3 separate regions of the Mus musculus genome follow, and regions 1 and 3 are each linked to region 2. Evidence: chromatin contacts called from public HiChIP or PLAC-seq and promoter capture Hi-C data. All regions are on one chromosome and are shown on one strand. Each heading gives the region's core, a stretch centred on a gene start, on an enhancer-like site or on the middle of the called end of the contact. The rest is flanking DNA. Distances are from core to core; before and after follow the strand shown. Region 1 holds the start of 9530053A07Rik (RIKEN cDNA 9530053A07 gene). Region 2 holds the start of Zfp607a (zinc finger protein 607A). Region 3 holds the start of Eid2 (EP300 interacting inhibitor of differentiation 2).

Evidence for each region. Promoter capture Hi-C pulls out the DNA fragments that hold promoters and counts their contacts. HiChIP or PLAC-seq counts read pairs in DNA pulled down with a chosen protein or histone mark.
Region 1: an H3K27ac HiChIP or PLAC-seq map of embryonic stem cells shows a contact between it and region 2, with 3 times the contacts expected there. The contact joins the promoter of 9530053A07Rik here to the promoter of Zfp607a in region 2. A contact is called at or near these places in 3 of 39 promoter capture datasets (embryonic stem cells, hippocampal neurons and trophoblast stem cells), 2 of 115 datasets of contacts at active chromatin or transcription factors (both in embryonic stem cells) and 1 of 9 other capture datasets (embryonic stem cells).
Region 3: a contact with region 2 is called in a promoter capture Hi-C map of neural stem cells. The contact joins the promoter of Eid2 here to the promoter of Zfp607a in region 2. A contact is called at or near these places in 2 of 39 promoter capture datasets (hippocampal neurons and neural stem cells) and 3 of 115 datasets of contacts at active chromatin or transcription factors (bone marrow-derived macrophages, microglia and pancreatic cancer cells).

What each region holds. Positions count from the first base shown.
Region 1 is chr7:28,125,993-28,130,896 of GRCm38.p6, forward strand. 9530053A07Rik (RIKEN cDNA 9530053A07 gene) reads left to right here and starts at 3,474. Exons shown (of 20, transcript NM_001164655.1): 1 at 3,474-3,490; 2 at 3,830-3,886. The coding sequence starts at 3,832. It also overlaps the pseudogene Gm21925.
Region 2 is chr7:27,858,141-27,862,513 of GRCm38.p6, forward strand. It overlaps Zfp607a (zinc finger protein 607A), which reads left to right and starts at 2,445. Exons shown (of 5, transcript NM_001024726.2): 1 at 2,445-2,616.
Region 3 is chr7:28,266,072-28,270,977 of GRCm38.p6, forward strand. It overlaps Eid2 (EP300 interacting inhibitor of differentiation 2), which reads left to right and starts at 1,810. Exons shown (of 1, transcript NM_198425.2): 1 at 1,810-3,097. The coding sequence starts at 1,884. The coding sequence ends at 2,594.

The DNA.
Region 1 (4,904 bases), core at 2,224-4,723, 270 kb after region 2:
CACAAAGCAAGGTCCTTGAAATACCTACAGAAAAAGAGTTTCAGAACAAGCCAGAACAGAGAGTACACACTCAGCCTGAGACATATACTTCACAGAAAGTATGGCCCTGGAATACTCATACTGCTGAGTTATACAGTTATGCAGGGATAACAACAAGAAAGCATAGGTTTGATATTCATATAAGTGGTTTATGCATATATCCAATCATAGCAGATTGGATCTCCATTTTAGGGCGTTTCTCCCCATGAGCCTCTTCCAAGGCCCTCAAGATAGGGTCTAAACCACAAAATACAAGGTATTATAATTAAGCCAGGCTCCTTTGAGGATGCAGAGCCTTCATCTGAGTGCATGCTCAGCAGCTGAGGAAGGTCCCTGGCACGGTAGCTTCAACACAGCAGAAAGACCTTAACTGTAGCTTCTCATAAGAGGACCTTCAACTCAAGAGCACGTCAGCCTGCTGGGGACAAAGCTACAAACCCTGCAGTTTCCTTCACTTCACACGTCTTCCCAGCTTCAATTTCTCCAACTGAATTGTGTGGGTATTGACATCATCAGTGGATTAACCCATCAGTACACTTAGATATTTATGGAATTTTTGATAGCTTATAGAACTAAGAGGCAGAGCCTGATTAAAGAAAGTAGGGCATGCCCTAAAATGGTATCTATCTATTTATCTATCTATCTATCTATCTATCTATCTACCTACCTACCTACCTACCTACCTACCTATCTTTTCTGCTACAGTGGCCCACTGTCATAATGTTATTGACTTGCCACTGGCTGAAAAGCAATGGACCTGGGTAATGATGAACTAAAATCACCACTGTATTGTGAGTGATAATAAGCCTTCAGTTCTCCTCCTTGGGTTGTTTGATTCAGACACTTTTGCTCCAGCCGTGAACAGTTCCTTACACAGAAGTGTTTAAACATGTCAGCTGGGGAGTGTCTCAGATTCATACTATAACACTTCACCTCTGGTCCCAGGAGAGGCATGGCCATCTGATAATGCAAAGTGCCAAAATGCATAATCCGAGAGTCCCCGAATGCTTAGCAGTTGCAGTATTAGTCAAAAGTCCAACAGTCCCCTCTGGGACTCAAGGCACTGCTAGCTATGAGCCCTTCAGTAATAAAATGTTACATTCTTCCATCACCCAATGGCATCGAGTAAATATTCTCATTCTATGAAAAATGGTAACAAGGAAGGACTGGAGCAAAAGACATACTCAAAACCATCAGGATGAATATTAAACATATTCATAGCTACAGCTTAGAATGCAGAGCATATGATTGCATCATTGGCTCCACCCTGGTTCTTATGGGCTTGGTCAGACCCCCGTGGCGTTGCCATTTGCAGCACTGTCTCCAGTCACTGCTGGAAGCCTTCCTTGACATACATACAATGCTCCTGGCACCACCACCATCATCCTAAGTGTCCATTGCAACTTGGGGTTCAGCTCCACTACCTCAGGCATTGACTTATGAGGACTACCCCACATGGACGCTGTCTCTGCTACATAGAGCCTGATAGAGCCTTTCTTCTGGTGGTGCAAGCCTTAGTAATCACCTCACTGTTCAGTCCCCATGCACACCTGCAGAGCCAGCGCTAATGCGCAAGATGCCAAGGTCCGCTGCCAACTCAGGGTGCAGCTGAATTCATTTGGACCACAGCTACAGTGGCTTCTTAGTTCCTGTGCCTCTGAACAGAGAAACATTCCCCTGAGGGGTCATTTTTTGAGCAAGACACCCCTTCCTCTGCACATGTCTCTTTTTAAAGAAGATTCTTTCCATTCACGTCATACCCTGAAAACGTCGGTGGGAGGAGTGTCTTCCTTGAGGCACCTTCCCCATTGTGTGAAGGTTTTCTTCAGTTGTACTGGTATTTTGGACAATTGCATCTGTTATCACTCACCTTGTCTGTAGTTTTAAATGCTCTTGGGTTCCCAAACTACACAGTACTCCACTTCGCTGCCCCACTTTCTCCGTCTGCTCTCCTTTTATACCTGGCTAGAAGCAGCCGGTGATAATTCCTCTACCAAATCACTCCATTACTTTGAGATTCAACCTCAACTCGATTTTTCTTGGGCAGCATGTAGCAAGGGTCTTTACCAGAATGGAGCATAAATAGCCTTTACCCCAATTCCCAATTGTCTCTATTGTCCCAAGTCTCTATTGTCCACATTTCTATTGGCATTTTGGCCAACTTCAAATTTTTCCATCACATTAGCCCTATATGCTCAGCTACCACCCCCAAAATCCTTCCACAAGCACAAGAACCACATGGTCAGGTTTAATTACACTAAAACCTGATCTTCTCTGGACCAATTTTCTGTATCTGTAACATTTATCTTTGTTGTGATAAAACACCTGAGAGAAGTAATGAGAGAAGAAATTCTTTTGGCTCATGGTTTGAGGGAGTACAGTCTATCATGGGGCATCATGGCTGGAGTGACTCCCTCCAAAGCAGGAGCATGGGTGGCTGGTCACCTCAAGCAAGCAAGAATCAGAGCAGGACAGAAGCAGGGACATGTATAACCTGCGAGGCTTGACCCTAGTAGCTTGCTTCTATTTATGAGGCCTTATGTCCGAAACCTCCTATTCCACAACTTCACAAAGTTACTGGTTACTGACAACCACATGTTAAAATACAATAGCCTGGGAAGACATTTCAGATTCAACCAATAATGTCATGGTTTGTACTGGCCTTTTGGGAGTCACTGACTATATCCCAGAAAGCTCAAATTCCCTCTGCTACTTTTTCTGCACCCTGATGTTCCATATCATATCTTAAGAAAATTCTCGATTAGGTGAGAGGAAGGCATATATTCACCCCAAGATTAGCCAGTCCCTTCTTCATGGAGAGAGATGGGTTAGGGGATATCTCAAATACCAAACCAAATAATTTTCTGAGATTGGAACATCATGCCCTACACAAGACTCAAAGCCAGGGCCTCAGACTATACATCCCTAGAAAACTATACTCACTGGTATTTAGAAACAAGATGTGGGTGGCTTCGGACCAGGGATCAGCCCATGGGGACTGTAAGGAGCCAGAACCCGGATATGGACCTTTAGATATTGTTATAAGTAAGGACTAAAGATCGGAATCTGGCCAGGAAGCCAACAAACATAACCAATGCTACATCACCCTCCGATCCCCATTACCTTGCTCAGGGAACCCAGTCCACTGGCACACTACTCTCCAGCTGTCCCTCTAAAGACAGCACTCTTTCAAGACCAGAGTTTTCCATAGCTCCTGGGGTGCAGCCACCATCTGATCTCACAGTCATCTCAGAACACAGGCTGTAGACTTATCCTTTGCCCTTCACAAGACTTCAGGACTCACTATTCCCTCTGGCCTGATATCAGCAGCCTCCTCCAGGAAGCTGGCACCATCTGCCTGGAAGATGGCCAATGGTGTGGCCCGAGGGAACAAGAAACGGGACTATATAGCTCAGTCCCCAGCCTGTTCCCGCAGCTCCGGGACCTGCAGGTGAGAAGAGATGGGGCTCTCTACGGAAGTAGGATGGATACTGTCCTCTCTTGCCTTTCTTTCTAGACCTCCTATCTTTCCCCTCAAGGCATCTGAATATCCAGTTCTCCCACCCATTTCCCTGGATTCAAAACCTCTAGCTCACTCCCTGCTACACTGGACAGCTCCCCACAGCCTGCTCACACCTGGTCCTATCCACCCAACTTCTGTCCCTACCCCAGCCTTCCTTGCCTCCAAGTACCCACTATGCTGGGTCTGCCCCCTTTTGTGATCTCCATGACAGTCTCCAACAGGACAGTAGGACAGCCTTATCTGAGCCTCCATCTCTCCCTGCTGCAGATATGGGATCCCTGTGGAGCTGTTGGGCACTCTGGGCTGGAGCAACCCTCCTATGGGGTAAGTCAGATTGAACCTCATCCACGTCCTGGGGCCTTGGACCATGGGAAACTGACCTGCCTGGGTCGGCATCTTTCATTTGTAAACCTTTCATAAACCCTGTCCCAGCCCCTCCCAGGCTGCAGTGGAAGTGAGAACATGCAAGAAATGAGGTGGGAGCCCCCACTCCATGTTTGGAGTGTTGAGAGTCTACCTGCTTCGATTGTTACGTGATTCTGTCTAAACTTCCATGATCCTCAACTTCCCTTCATCATCTTGCACCAAGATCTATTAAAACAGGAATCATACCAGCAACTGAATCCGGTCAGAGTGTATGCTCTCACAGGACTTTAAAGGGGGTGTGGGGTCTCAGACTTCATGTAAAGAGTCGGCTAACCAACCAGTTTCATCAGAAAAGTAGAAAATGTAGCATCAAAAATAAATCACCACAGCCAGGCATGGTGGTGCAAGCTGCTGTTTTATCCCAGCATCCAGGAGGCAGAGGAAGGTGGATCTCTGTGCATTTGAGGCCAGTCTAATCTACAGAGTGAGTTCTAGATCAGCCAGGGATACTTAGTTACTAAACCATAAGTGCAGTCAGCAAAAAAAAAAAAAAAAAAAAAACAAAAACAAAAACAGTGGCACCTTACTCGAGGTGAGTATGCTGCTTTGGCATCTACAGTCACCACCTGGACTGTCTCACACCGTTCTGTCCCTCGTCTGACCCTGCAGTGTCTGAGTTCAAGAGCCCTGTACAAGGTGCTCAGGCTTTGGGGCAGCCAAAGCCAGGAAGGCTCGGAGGTGGATGCTGCATACGTTAGGAAGGACATGGAAGCATAGGGAGAATTACTTCAACTGGTGCTCAGGAAGGCCCAGGGGCTGGGTTTGTAACGGGGAGGAACTAGGTAGCTGGACCCACAACTGCGTTTTCTTCAGGGTTGACCCGGGAGGCCACAGAAGACCCCAGGAATACTGGTGGGGAAGAATTCCTCACGGCCTTCCTGCAGAATTCACAGCCTGGGAACAGCAATTAATTATA
Region 2 (4,373 bases), core at 1,195-3,694:
AAACAAAACCCAAGCTTTGCAGAAGCAGTTACCTGGGTTGGGCTGGGGACTCCTTGCCTACAGTGTCTGCATTAGTAATCAGCCTGTTGGATATCTTAAAATAGATGGAGTCTTTATTTTTTTTATAAGTGCTGGTATTTATATTTTTCAAAAAATAGCATGAAAAAAAGGAAGCTTTAAACAGAAACATCTTCAGGTGATGAGCATTTCTGCCACAGGTGTGTGGACAGGAACACACAGTCACCCTGATTCCATTTAAGTTTAACTGTCTCCATTTTTATTCACTTGCATTCATAGGTGATGATGCTGTCCAAATCAACTCTGCTCTGTTGCTTTTCTGGATTTCTTCTGTCAGTTATTGAGGCTGAAAACTTATGTATGCGATACTGGATTTGGTTGTTATTTCTTATTGTTCTAGTATGTTTTCCCCGTCTTCGTGTTATAAAGGTGTGGTATTAGGAGTATACTCAGAGTTTATTTTAGTTTGCTTGTTTTGGTTTTGGTTTTTGGTTTTTCGAGACAGTTTTCCTGTGTAGTACTGGTTGTCCTGTAACTCACTCTGTAGACCAGGCTGGCCTTGAACTCACAGACATTCTCCTGGCTCTGCCTCCCTAGGCCTTGGATTAAAGGCATGTGCCACCATAATCTGAGTGTATTTTAGTTCTTAGGGTTTCACTGGGTAGCCCTCGGTGGCCTCTTCTCACAGACATGCAGCTGGCTGTGCCTCCCCATTGCTGGGATAGAAGGCATTGCTACCACGCCCAGCCATGTTTACTGTCACTTGATGACTGACTTGCCCTCTTTATTATCACTGGCAATGTCCTTTGGCCCAAAATCTGCCTCGACTTTAAAATCAAATTTAGTCTCCTTTTGACTATGTGAGGATGGTCACTTTGAATCTGCTGGAGTATTTATCTTTAACATTTTTTCTGTAGTAAACACATGGCTGGGTCTGACTTGTTTTTCAATCTAATGTGACAAACCTATACTTCGGCGTTTAGATAATTTACATTTTACTGCGGTTACTTTTATTACTAGCGTGGTCTAGTCTCGTCAACATTTGTTTACTCACATTCTGGAAAATTCGTGTAAATACAGGAGACAACAAAAGTAGTTTTGAAAGTTCAATAGTGTCACGTTACAATAAATAGGGTTTTCTAAAAACACGTGTATGTTTTTGTTTAGGCTACCTGGACATGCTAGTCCTTCATCCACTCAGTCCAACATGATGTAAGTGACTGCCTAATGGGCACAGCTCTGTTGATGCATACCGATCTGGCTCTCACTCACATTCTCCCGTCTAGATAACAGATGCTATGGTCTGACTCCCCTGCTCCCCAGCATAGCTGCAGCCATTCTGTTCTATGCCTGCCAGCTATTTCACAGTGTTGCTGTAACATGCCTGCCAGTCACTGACATAGAGAAGTGACTGAGCTCAGGGACACGCTGGCCACATACCCTGTTTTGTTCTGTGTGCTCTCAATGATCTGTATGAGGTTTGCTTATCTTATTTCACAAAGCTGTATGTAGGACCCATTGAATCAAAGGTAAATAGCAACTGTTATGTCTAAAATATCTTGAGTAAAGCTGACCACTGGGCAGCTCTTCCTGTACCTGCATATGAGCTCAGTGTTTTTTTTTTTTTTTTTTTTTTTTTTTTTTTTTTTTTTTTTTTTGGGGCTGACATTGAAGAATGCTGCTAATAAGCCAAAAAGTTTTAATACTCATGTTCTGTTATCTCACTGTTCTGAAATTCCCCAGTTCACCACCCATCCACCCCCCACCTTACTCAGGTCCTATCAGCTTAAAGGTTGCTAAAAATATACTTTGCCTAGGAAGCCAACAGCTCCCCTCCCTGCCCTTTAAACGTTTGAACCTGGTTTCTCATATAAAAAGCCTACCCTGAGAGCAGACCAGTACTACAATTAGGCTCCCGAGTCCTTTTTGCAGTCCTGAACTCCAGTATTATGGTACGTGTTTAATACACTAGTCTTGCTTAACTGAGATTGGTGTATGTATATAAGGTTTGAGTGGCGACTTCCTGAACTCCAACACAGCGACAATGAACCCTGGGAGTGTCTAGAACTTCTGTTTCTCTCTGAAATCGCTAAACTACCCACGTTCAAACCCAACAATTCTTTAGTTCAGTCTTTTCCAATTTACCATAGTCCCCACCAGAGCACAGCGAGGTGGAATCCCACTCAGTCTCAAGCAAAGATACAGCCAATTACAGCCTGATTTGATCTTACTTCTTTTGAACTTTAAAACTTCAGTTTGTCTGTCAGCTCCACAGGAGAGAAAATCAGTTACTAGTAGAACCCGGAACTATTTTGATCACAGGAGGGAGCCTCCCCTTTAAAGTCGGGGAGTACCCCCCTCCCCCTGGGAACTCTCACAAGCCACAGGACGCAGCTCTCAAATGGGCTGGGCCAAGTTGCATGCTGGGATCTCTCTGGAGCCCTGGGCTTCTCGGATCTCCGGTAGCGAGGGCTGTAGTTTTCAGGGCCACCATGGCAAGAAGTAGTGGATAGGCTCTGGGTGTCCTGGTGCCGCTAATGCGGAAAGTCCGATCTTTCTGGTCGGAGGAAGAAATCTCTAGTTGGCTTCGGTCTCCACGTAAGGCGGGAACCAGCCGGCTGGGTGTGGATGTGGACCGCGGTGTGGGGTGGTTGTGTATTTATGTGTGGGGGGACGGTGCTGCTGCAGGTGGTGGTGGTGGTGGTGGTGGTGGTGGTGTGTGTGTGTGTCTGTCTGTCCGAGTGTGCACACTTTGAGCTCTCTGCATTATCTCTGTCACCCAGTGTCACCCGGCTTGTTGCTCTCTGCTCCTACTTTCTCCCCTGGCCACAGGGGCTGAAGCAGAGGACCAAGCTTCTGAGAGAAGAGTCCGCACTGAAGGGAAGCTTTCCCTGAGGCCCAGAGTTGAGCATGGGAGGAGCATTTCAGGCCGGAAGAGTCTCCAGGGTTGCTTAAGAGAGCAGGCAGCTACTTGTTGAGCCCCAGGACTTTCCCAGAGCCCTATCCTAGCCACGTGAGTGTTGACAGAGTAGCAGAAAGTGCTCCCTGAGGATGCTCTCAGATATAGTCTGGGATCTCGCGCTTATTCAGGCTCCGTGCCTCAGCCATTACAAAGGAGGGCTGAAGTAGAATAAGGACTTTATTGCTGCACATCAAAGATTAAAGAATGAGCTTGTGCTTTGTTTGAAAATGAGGTTTTAGTTTTAGAATATGGAATTGTCAGTAACTGAAGGAGGGACAGGCAAATTGATACCTCCACCATTGTGTCCCTTACATTGTCCCTTCCCTTTCCACTTAGTATTCGCATTATCCTTCCAATGACATCCCTTGACATCGTCTCTCTACAATCACTTCTTTTTCTGAACAAATTATAGATAGGAGTCTCCAGAGGTTAGCGTTAGGGCTTTTACATCCCGATCTGTTAAATTGGCGCCTATTTCAATGGCATCACTCATCCTATCTTTACAGGCCTGCCTCTCAAAGCAGCAGAAAACTGCAGGTGGTTGACTATGTCTGTTCACCATTTCAGCTGGGAAAGTGATAGCACTGAATTTGGCATCTTTGAGAGCTAGTGATTTTCTGAGTGTGTGTGTGTGTGTGTGTGTGTGTGTGTGTGTGTGTAATGGGTAACACTGGCCAGATCCAGATGAGCAATGCCGTCCGTGGCTGATAGTGGGTGTGGATCTGTGGTATCAGGTTGAAGTCTTGGTTCTGTCCCCTCAGGCTCTCCAGGCCTGTCAGGAACCTTAGGATGCCTGTGGTGAAGCCTGTTAGTGCAATGCCGCCATATCCTAAGGGCCTGGTGTGCTTTAGTTGTTGCTCTGTGAGGCCATCTTGGGTTCATTCCCCTCAGTGTTCTGCAGGACAAGGGAGTGTGAGAAACAATGCGATTGCTGGGCAGTGGTGGTGCACACCTTTGATCCTAGCACTTGGGAGGTAGAGGCAGGTGAATTTCTGAGTTCCAGGCCAGCCTGGTTTACAGAATGAGTTCCAGGACAGCCAGGGCTACACAGAGAAACCCTGTCTCTACAAAAAAAAAAAAAAAAAAGCGGCCCAGGTGCAGGGCGAGCTGGAGCTCAGGGTGGAAGATGGGTCCCTTCTGCTGGCCTCTTCTGGAGGAGTTCAAGGCAGACATGTTTGTGCCCTGCACTCCCACACTGCCCCCTTGGCCGTGGGTTGTCTGGGTTAGGGGGGGATTGGCTTTGTGTAGACTCCTGTGTGCTTCCAATTTGTGTGTGGGAGGCTGTGAGCGGTGGGAGGGGAGAGAGTGAGTGGGGAGGCTTGAGAAATAAATGTAGTCGATGACATCACAGTGACAGAAGTCAGCCTGGGAACATCAAGTCACAATGCAGTGA
Region 3 (4,906 bases), core at 560-3,059, 410 kb after region 2:
GAAAGCACCAGACAGTCTGGCGGGGATGGGGTGGGGGTTGGGGGGGGCCCTACAGTTTCTGTAAGAGATCAGCATTAGCTCAGGATACTTCAAGACCAAGGTCTCCTACAAAAGAGATTTATTTGCCCCAGAGAGACAAGGGCAGGGAATAAGAGATAAATGCTGGAGATAGAGGAGGAGGCAAGGGGGAGGGAGCAAGAGAGAGGGGGGATTTCTCTAGAATGAGGCAAAGGACTGGGATAGAGAGGAGACAGATGCGGCACATTCTGCAAATGGCAATTAGTAAAGGCTCAAAGGGAAACCCCCGTGATAGGATGAGGTGTTTAATTTTGATTGGACAGGTTGATTTGGATAGGCAAAGGGAGCTTTTGATTGCTGGACTTCAGTGCTTTGATAGCTGGACCTTGATAGCCAGCTTCAGGAGGAGGATGTGATCTTACAGTTTTCTTAGCAAAGCATTGGGAACAGGAGAGAAGGGCAAGGCCTGCCAGAGCCGTGTTTGCCAAGCTCTGGACAGCTAGAGCCGCTTCGCTTTCCAAAAGTTGTGTTCACAACTCGGGGTCTGACTTGGGGAAAGAGTGATATTTAAAAGAATCCACAAAGGAAAGCAGATAATTGACTAAATGACATAAGTGACGGGAAGGACGTGGCTGCTAGTATACATCAAAATGTTGAGCAGTCACCAAAGGTCTCGAGTGCCCTGTGAGCAGCCGACTCACAGGACACGCCTGCTCTCCCTTACTGTCCCGTTCTTTTCTCAACATGTTCGCACGCACGAAGACTTCAGAGAACAACTTTTGGGTGTCATTTTTTTCCTTCCACCATGTGGGTTTCTGGGATTGAACACAAGTAGTCATCAGATTTTGGGGAAAGTGACTTTACCCACTGAGCCATCTTGTTGGCCTTTATGGTTCAGTTGTAAGTCTATCTATTTATGTTTTGCCTTTAATTGATAAATCATAGTAGAGTTAATAGGTTAGTATAGTTAATAATAACCTGTACTAGGTTAGTTAACTATCGAGGCATAGTGAGACATGCCTATCATCCTAGACTCAAGAAGCAGAGGCAGGAAGATCAGGAGTTCAAGGCCATCCTTAGCAGTCTGAGCTTCGTGAAACTGTTTCAAAAACACAACCAAGAGACCAGAGACCTGGCTGCAAGGTTAAGAGCACTGGCTACTCTGGTAAAGGTTTAATCACAGCACCCAGCAGGGTTTCCGTAACTCCAGTTCCAGAGGATCCAGCGCCCTCTTCTGGCTTCTGTTGGCATTGTATTATGTGGTACACATATAAACATGGAAGCAAACCATCATGCCCATAAAATAAAATACATACAAATAAAGAAAACTTTTTTTTGTTTTTGTTTTTTTTTTTGGTTTTTTTTTTTTTTTTTTTTGGTTTTTTCGAGACAGGGTTTCTCTGTATAGTCCTGGCTGTCCTGGAACTCACTCTGTAGTCCAGGCTGGCCTTGAACTCAGAAATCTGCCTGCCTCTGCCTCCCTAGTGCTGGGATTAAAGGCGCGCGCCACCACGCCCGGCAAGAAAACTTTAAAGACTAATTTTAAAACTAAAATTAAATTTAGAAACTTAAACCGATTGGTAGAAATGTGAAAGAGACCCCCCCCCTTCAACAGAAAGGATGCAACCGCTCTTCTGACTGCTAGGTAGCAATCTCAAGGCTCGCCAGCAAATGCCCGGAGGACACGCGTGCGCACTGCTCCTCGGCTTCGCCGTTGGAGCTACGCCTGCGCAGACGGCGAGACACGCGACCCCCTACCCGTGCGCATTGCGCTCGTGGACGCGCCCTCGCGTGCACGCCCCGCGCCTCACGGCCCCGTTCTTCCCGGGTCTCAGCGAGCAGCGGTGCTGACCCCGCGGTCCGACATGTCGCAGCTGCCCGCAGTCAGCAGCGCCCCGCAGACGGGAGCAGCGAGCCGCGACCGCCGGCTCCCGCAGGCCGAGGTAGGCGGCGGGCGGCGTGCGCTCCCGGGTCCGGCGCGACCTGGGGAGACCCGGGGACGCCCAATGGCGGCGGCCCGGGAAGGCCCCGCAGCCCCGGCGGCGGCTGCCAGGGGAGGCCGGGTGGCTGCAGCCCGGGAAGGCAGGGCGGCGGCGGCCCGAGGAGGCCCTGGGGCGGCGCCCCGGGGCGGCGCAGCGGCCCGCGAAGGCCCGGCGGCGGCGGCGGCGTCCAGGGAAGCCCGGATGGCAGAGGTGGCCCGGCTGCTGGGCGATCCGCTGGAGGAGGAGGCTCCGGAGGGCAGGCCCCGGTCCAGGGCGGGCGGCCTGGCGGCGATGCCGTACATGCGCTTCCGCCACCCCCTCAGCGTCTTGGGCATCAATTACCAGCAGTTCCTGCGCCACTACCTGGAGAACTACCCGATCGCCCCCGGCCGGATCCAGGAGCTGGAGGAGCGCCGGCGGCGCTTCGTGGAGGCCTGCCGAGCCAGGGAGGCAGCCTTCGACATAGAGTACCTGCGTAACCCCCAGAGGGTGGATTTTGACATTTTAACGTTTACCATAGCCCTGACTGCATCAGAGGTGATCAATCCTCTAATAGAAGAACTGGGTTGCGATAAGTTCATCCACAGAGAGTGAAGAGTCGGACTGCGGGGAGGGCACGGCACCAAGACCTCCGCATCCAAGTGAAACCCCATCCTGCAACTTGGTTTTAAGAAATCAAACGGATCTTGAGAGGCAGCGCTTCCTCAGAGGGAGGAAAAGCGTCAGAAAATTGGGGGTGGGGAGGGAAAGCATCGTAGACTCCTACCGTTTCTTGAGTTTATGATCAGTTGAAATTTCTTGTGTTATGGAAAAGGTCCATCCTCGTGGCTTCGTTAATAAGTAAAGGACGGTTTTGTAAAACTGTAAAGACTTAAAATTGCCAGTAGTAGAGCCCACGACGAAGAAGACTCGAAGAGAAAGCTGGTTTTAGGACGAGGTTTCTGTGGAGAACTTGACCTTGTCAGAGCAGGCAAAGTCTTCACGTCAGCGTCAACAAGCGTGTATAGTGTAAGAGGGATTTTGTGTCTCAGACATTGTGAATGGCGAACAACATAAATATTGTATATAGTATGTGATAAATCGTGTTTCCAAACATACCAATTTTCTGGGATTTTATTTTCCATTTTTCAAAAGTTTTTTTTTTCCGTCATTGCTTTGTAATTAATCTATTCCTAAGTCCCAAGACTATGAAGGATTGAGAGTCTTCTGTCCTTCTCTCCTTGTCCCCATGCCTCATGCAGCCTCTGAAGGCAGTTTCCGTCCTTGTTTCCTTTTTTATACACATTTTATTTCTCAGCAGAGTTGACAGATTTTGGTTTGGATATTGTGATTTCTTATGAAGATACCGTGAAGAACCTTCCCGACCAGTATATTTACTCCTTAGGGCTATATTTTGTGGTTATGCTGTTATGAACCAGGAATATACTGGTGGACGGTGGGCTTTTTCCCATCGGTTTCTCCTGGCAGTATGGCGCCACCTCTGGTAGGTTGGCGCCTGCGCACACCAACGGGCCCGTGGGCAGGCACATACTGCTTCCGTTCTGAACACATTTTTCATGTCTACCATCCCAAGGTGGAATAAGTCTTATACTTGATGGTGTTATATACCTACTACTTTTTGGGGTTTTTTGGTTTTTTCGAGACAGGGTTTCTCTTTATAGCCCTGGCTGTCCCGGAACTCACTTTGTAGACCAGGCTGGCCTCGAACTCAGAAATCCGCCTGCCTCTGCCTCCTGAGAGCTGGGATTAAAGGCGTGCGCCACCACGCCTGGTTTTGTTTTGTTTTGTTTGTCTTTTAAGTTTCCATAAAATTGACGGTTCGTCTCACTAGCTTCTTAGGCTTTTTGTTCTTGATAATCTCTGTAGCCTGATGTCTAGAGGTGACAGTCCTGGGCCAAAGGCTTGCCTTTGTAACTTTACAGATGCAGCTAATTGGCCCCTTGGTGCTCCCACCAGTGATCGATAATTGGATGTTTTCTGACTCCCTAGCCAATATGCTCAACCATCAGATGCACAGTGCTTACCAGACTGACGGTAGAAAAAAAAGATATAGCGGTTGTAAGGTTTTTATTGTAAGTTATCTTTTCACTTTAGAATGAAAAGGTGGGGGGATGGAGAGATGGCTCAGCGGTTAAGAGCACTGACTGCTCTTCCAGAGGTCCTGAGTTCAAATCCCAGCAACCACATGGTGGCTCACAACCATCCGTAATGAGATCTGGCACCCTCTTCTGGAGTGTCTGAAGACAACTATAGTGTACTTACATACAATAAACAAATCTTAAAAAAAAAAAAAAAAAAAAGGAAAAGGTGAAGCCGGTGTGGTGGTGAATGCCTTTAATCTCAGCACTTGGGAGGCAGAGGCAGATTTCTGAGTTCAAAGCCAGGCTGGTCTACAAAGTGAGTTCCAGGACAGCCAGGGCTACACGATGAAACCCTGTCTCGAAAAAAAAAAGAAACAAAAGGTGGGTCAATGATAGCACACTTGCCTAGAATCCCCCAGTGAGGGGCTGGGGGCGTGGCTCAGTGGTAGAGCCCCTGCCTAGAATCCCCCAATGAGGGGCTGGGGGCGTGGCTAGACCCCCCCAGTGAGGGGCTGGGGGCGTGGCTCAGTGGTAGAGCCCCTGCCTAGAATCCCCCAGTAAGGGGTTGGGGCATGGCTCAGTGGTAGAGCCCCTGCCTAGAATCCCCCAGTGAGGGGTTGGGGCATGGCTCAGTGGTAGAGCCCCTGCCTAGAATGTACAAGTCTCTTGGGTCTGATCCCACCCCCAACACACACCACAAAAATCTAGTTCCTTTTCCTCTCTCATGACTGTCCAGATTTTTGTTGTAGTTGTTGTTTTGGTTTTGGTTTTTTCGAGACAGGGTTTCTCTGTGGAGCTCTGGCTGTCCTGGAACTCACTCTGTAG